Regions from separate parts of the Mus musculus genome. Here region 1 is linked to region 2. Evidence: chromatin contacts called from public capture Hi-C data. All regions are on one chromosome and are shown on one strand. The core of a region is the stretch at or near the end of the contact, and the rest is flanking DNA. Distances in the headings are between cores, read along the strand shown.

Evidence for each region. Capture Hi-C pulls out chosen DNA fragments and counts their contacts.
Region 1: a capture Hi-C map of macrophages shows a contact between it and region 2, with 7 times the contacts expected there. The contact joins two enhancer-like sites. A contact is called at or near these places in 1 of 115 datasets of contacts at active chromatin or transcription factors (large pre-B cells) and 1 of 9 other capture datasets (macrophages).

What each region holds. Positions count from the first base shown.
Region 1 is chr1:173,800,740-173,803,439 of GRCm38.p6, forward strand. It overlaps the pseudogene Ifi203-ps. Among named protein-coding and RNA genes, the nearest start is that of Ifi204, 35 kb to the left of the region's middle. Within about 2 kb of position 1,397, at least 29 of the 459 cell types and tissues checked have an H3K27ac peak or open chromatin away from gene starts, as enhancers often do. A contact at or near this core is called in macrophages, where this site is marked.
Region 2 is chr1:173,429,092-173,431,791 of GRCm38.p6, forward strand. The region is part of intron 2 of Aim2 (absent in melanoma 2); the gene reads left to right. Among named protein-coding and RNA genes, the nearest start is that of Aim2, 9.8 kb to the left of the region's middle. Within about 2 kb of position 1,445, at least 40 of the 459 cell types and tissues checked have an H3K27ac peak or open chromatin away from gene starts, as enhancers often do. A contact at or near this core is called in macrophages, where this site is marked.

The sequences.
Region 1 (2,700 bases), core at 147-2,646, 370 kb after region 2:
ACCAGCTAAGGAAATTTTGACACTTGATAGCTGCTGAGAAAGGAAGAATCATTCTTATTAAAGGCATATGAGGCCCCTGGTTGGTTGAACAGAAAATGTCCTTGATGGGTTTCAAAAATAAAAGGAAATACCAAGTTGGGTGGGTAGGGGAGGCAGTATATCCCTGGAAGGGATTATGGAAGGGGGAAGAGGGTGAATATAAGCAAAATGCACTTATCAAAGAAAATACAGTTCTTCTATAATGAAAATTTCAAACTTGAGTAGGTGCACCTAAAAGGAAGTACATTACCAAGGTTGAGGGACAGACGGAAGAGAATATAAAGAACATCCTGGGTGAAACAACAGTAGCAGAAGCAAAACAAAACTCTGCTGATTGCCACTCTACCCTGGGAGCGCTAACCAGTCCAATGACAAGGTCTGCCAATTGTTATTTAAGAAATTTACCTATAGGTTGTTTATAAAAGATTCCCCAACAGTAGAGAAATCTAAAATTAAATTCACTAGAAACTAAAGAACATCCTATTTATCTACATTAGTGGAGCTTTAATAGTACCGAAGGCAAAACTATTATTAAATACCATAGAAAGATAAACCCTCCCATCTTAGAAGAAGGTAGTTTTAACTATGGATTTTTCAGTTAATAATAGTGCATGTTCTTCGTCATTATTTCACAGCTCTACTGAAACATGGAATATATCTTCACACAAGTACACGTATCCATGCACATACATATACATCACATACATTCAATATCTGTGAGAGCACACAAATCTGTAATTTTTTAAAAAAGATAAAAAGGAGAACCCACAGGTTTACAGTTAATATGACAGTGTAGTCATTACTGAGTTAGTAGGGTAAAAAGATCTGGAAAAATCTGGAAAGTTTGAGCAGGATAACTGATAAACTTAGCAACATAGGTCTAATCCAGGTACAAATCTCAAATTGACATTTAAATTACAAAGTTTGAGTACACACGGAGTCCTATGCCAGAGGATACAGAAAGCCTTTAAAATATCCTAAAAGTAGACAAAATAGACAACAGAAATGATTGTATTTAACTGACCTTCATAGTCCCTATATTTTATGACAACAAAATAAAAACAAAAATAAATAAAATTTAGCCTATCACAAAGAATAACTTTCATGATGACAAAAAGTTTCTCTCAGTGACTAAATACTATTCTTACTCCCTTTTTTGAAGGGGAGAGAAAGAAAGAGTTACATATGCATATTGAAACAGGAAGTATTTGAATAACTGTATTTGTGATTCTTAGGAACGTTGTACTGCACATGTCCACTAGTTCTCATGCTGTCTAATATTAAAATAAGACCAGATGATGAAGCTCCTTATTCAAATGCATGATTTCACTGAATATTATATCACAGTAATTTTTTATATCACTAAACTGTCTTTTACTCAGTCCAGCCACCAGATTCCCTTGCACCGCCCAGCCCAGGCTACTGAAGCCTTCTTGTTTTCCATTCATTGACACTTATACTTAGGAAGCTAATTTTATAACCTGCACTAATCAAAGCTCATGTTTTCTTACCTCAAGCTCGAAGCATGGAGAAAGAAAGATGCTGTCATCTTCCTGAATGAGGTATCAGAACCTGTTGCAGCAGGTTCACTGCCCTGCTGGCAGCTGAACGATCTGTGCTCACCCCACCAGCCACTGGGAAGAACCACACTGATCCCCTATGTTCTTGTGGGTTTCATGGAGCTATCTCTTCTATATATAAAAGGGGAGAGACTTACCTCCGTGGAAATTTCTCAACAATGTTCAGATTATAAATCTTCAAGTCAGGAAATGCAGTTTCTCTGTTTTGAGTAGAAAGAGAAATGACTCAAAAAAGTACACCAGAATGCATTGCAATCTTATTAAATGCTGAGAAAATGTAGTATTTACAAAATAACGGGGGGGGGGGAACAAGAGAACTGGTTAAAGTAAGTTCCTAGCTTGAGCAGGGCTGGATGTTTTACAGTGTGCTGTCTTCCTGGGAAACAAGATGAAACTGGGCTCCTCCCAGCACTGTTCATAGCTTTCCATTTCCCCAGCTCTTAAAATAGAGCACTTTATTTCCTGTTATTAATGTAATTTCCAGAAAGAAGCATACACACACACACACACACACACACTCACACACACACACACACACACACACAAACACACACACACAGGAGAGAGAGAAATTGCAACACTGCATGTTTTATGTCTAGTAGACTTACAAGTGGGTCACTAGGAATCACTCTCATCTGAAAGAAGATGAATCACAAGGAGATACAAGCGAGTCACTCAGCCACCTCACCCTTCTTTGTTTGTTCAGTATGAAAGTGGTCAGAGGGGAGCGCCTGAGAGTCTGTTGTTCCTTGGATTTGATGAAGCCTGCTACCTCAGCTGTAATACTTTTGTTTCATGCCTGCCAGCTTGTTTGACACAAAAGCAGCTTGACTGTAGGCACAGCCAGTATAGGGGAATGCCAGGGCCAGGAAGCCAGTGTGGGTTGGTTGGTGAGCAGATGGAGGGAGGAGGGGATAGGGAGTCTTCAGTGGGGAAACCAGGAAAGGGGATAACATCCGAAATGTAAATAAAGAAAACATCTAATAAAATGAAAAAAAAAAGAAGATAAAATCATTTTCAAAAAAAGTTTGACTGAAAGAAAGGTCAAGTTGACCATATTCTGAGGCTTAAATAGTCGTCG
Region 2 (2,700 bases), core at 195-2,694:
CAGCATTTTAGCCACCTGGCCTATGACCATTCCTAGAAATCTGTCTTCTCAGAACAATAATATTTGAACATATTCTCTGACTGAAATCCTTTCCCACCGAGTCTCCTTTGAATTTCGTTGCCTAGTTGCCTTTACCTGTGTTTTCTTAGGCCTCATCCATATCTGCAGTTGCTATTTCCTTTTCTTTTTAATTATCATTTTAGTTAGCATACAGAGCACTGGGCTTCATTATAACATTTTCTATCACTCCCTTGCTGCCCCATTTCACCCCCCTCAAATAGACTCCCTTCTGATTTGCTAGCATACAGATCCCTTACTTCTCATCACTCACTCCCTTCTCGCTGCCCTGCAGTTTTTAATGATACCATCTCAATGTGTTCTAGCCTCAGCTACCTTCATTGCTGTTTCTACTACTGTTGGATTTACAGTTGAGGACATTATTAGCAACTCGCCCACTATGCCTCTTATCCTTGGGTTAGAACATCAAGACCTCACTGATCTTCCTGTTTGAAACCTTCCACAGAGTGACTGGAAATGCCACTGATATCTGCAGCTTATGCCATTGTATGTCGGCATCTCTCAAACTCTACTGGGTCTGGACTTGGAGTAAAGTAGGGCAGGTGAATCTTGTAACCTGTTACCTCCATATCACTCACTGTAACTGTAGTTCGTGTTTTATATTACAGCTGTTCTACCTAACACATGACTCATGGCCTGTGTTACTTAATCACAGCTCAGATGCTGATCCAACAATTAAGTCTCAGCTTAGACTACTGGTAGTGAGTAAGGGCTCGCTCCCTGATACACGTAGAAGATGTCATGACACGCCTTTTAAATATACGTTATTAGAACTGTAATGAAAAGATGACAGGAGATGTACTTAGGTCTGCCTCCCCATCCAGCTGGCAACAAAGGAATTTATGTAGCCTGATGAAGAAGAAACAGAGAGCTGGTTGGCAGTAGGCAAAAGTCATGCTTGAATAGTCTCTACCAAGTATGTTGGTGTAAGTAGAACTCATGCCTAATTCTCGTTTGGTTTGTACTTGTCAACATTACCCCTTTAAGCAATCTGTGTCCTGAAAGCCCTGCTCTGTTCCTTAGCTCCCCCTTCTGGAGGACCTGATTGTGACTGTGCTTTGAAGGTCTTAAGGTCAGGTTCTAGAATTCTGTACCTGTGTCTTGAAACCACTTGCACAGTGTCTGATGATGAGAATGTGTCCGTATCATCAAGAACTTCTGTATCTCTAGGTCTGTTGTCAGGTCCAAGCTAGAGGTTTCCCTCGTAGCATTCTGTGTTTCTCTATCACAGCATCTCCACTCTGTTACAAAGGCCCAAGGCCAGAGGCCTGTAGCTCTCTTCTAGGTTGTAGAGTCTTTAAGAGATGGGGCCAAGTGGGAGTAGGGTCAAGGGGGTATTTCCCCAAGGCGGACATTAGGCATATGGTTCCTCTTTCCATTCCTTTCTTTCACTTTCTACAAACATGAGGAAAATGACTGCTTTCTTCATATGTTCCCACAATGGCAGACTGTGCCACCACCATCTCAGAGCAATGGGGCCAGTTTGTCCTGATCTGAAACTCTGAAACAGCCAAAGCCGTGAGGACAAATACAATTTCTTCTTTGGAGTTTGATTACATCCGGCATTTTGCTATAATAGCAGGATACTCCCTAACATGGACACTGCCTTCTTTTTGTCTATTAAATTAGGCTGATTTTTTTATGCACACTGTCCAGGTGCAGTATCATCTGAGAACATATGAGCATCAAGCACATTTGAGCTGTGGCTAGTGTGACTAAGAAACATTTTTATCTGCATTTTAATAAATTTTTTATTTATGACCTGTAAGGTGGTGGGAACTGAATTGGGCATACACAATTATAGATGTTAAACTCTCTGATCTTTTTTTCCGGGGCCAGTACTGTGCCTGGTAGATGGTTTAAAAGTGTGTCTATAGCGACCCACAGCCAAACATTAGGTAGAGCTTGAGAAATTTCCTGGAAGACGAGGAGGAAGGATTGTAGGGGTCAGAGAGGTTAATGACACCACAAGAAAACCCACAGAATCAACTAACCTGAGCCCATAGAGACTCACAGAGACTGAGCCACCAACCAGGGACCCTGTATGGTACTGACCCACTCCCTTGGCATACATGTTCCAGTAGTGAAACTTGGTCTTCTTGTTGGGCTCCTAACAGTGGAGGCAAGGTTGTCTCTGTTGCCTGCCTTTTGGACATTTTCCCCTTACTGGATTACCTTGTCTATCCTTAACAGAAGGGGGTGCTTGCTCTTACTGTAACTTGATATGCTATGGTTGGTTTATCTCCATTGAGGCAGAGGAGGTGTAAATAGGGGATGGAAAGAGGGCAAAGGAGGGAGAGGGACTAGGAGGAGAGGAGGGAGGGGAAATGCTGGTCAGTATGTAAATTAATTTAAAAATTTCAAAGAGGCCTGCATATATCTGCAAGTTGTATGTCTCTTAATATATTTTTTTGATGAGATTAAGATTGAATGGAAGGAAATGCTGTTTTGGAAGCACTAAGATATCTGTGCTGATGAGCTTAAGAGATTTGAGTTATTGTTATTGGATATGAAAGGTCTTAAGCGTGAGCTAGCAATAGCTGATCCACTTAAGGCAGCCGGATGGTTATATAAAAGTTCTGCTTCAACTCTGAGTGATACCATGGAGACTTAAAAAATTTG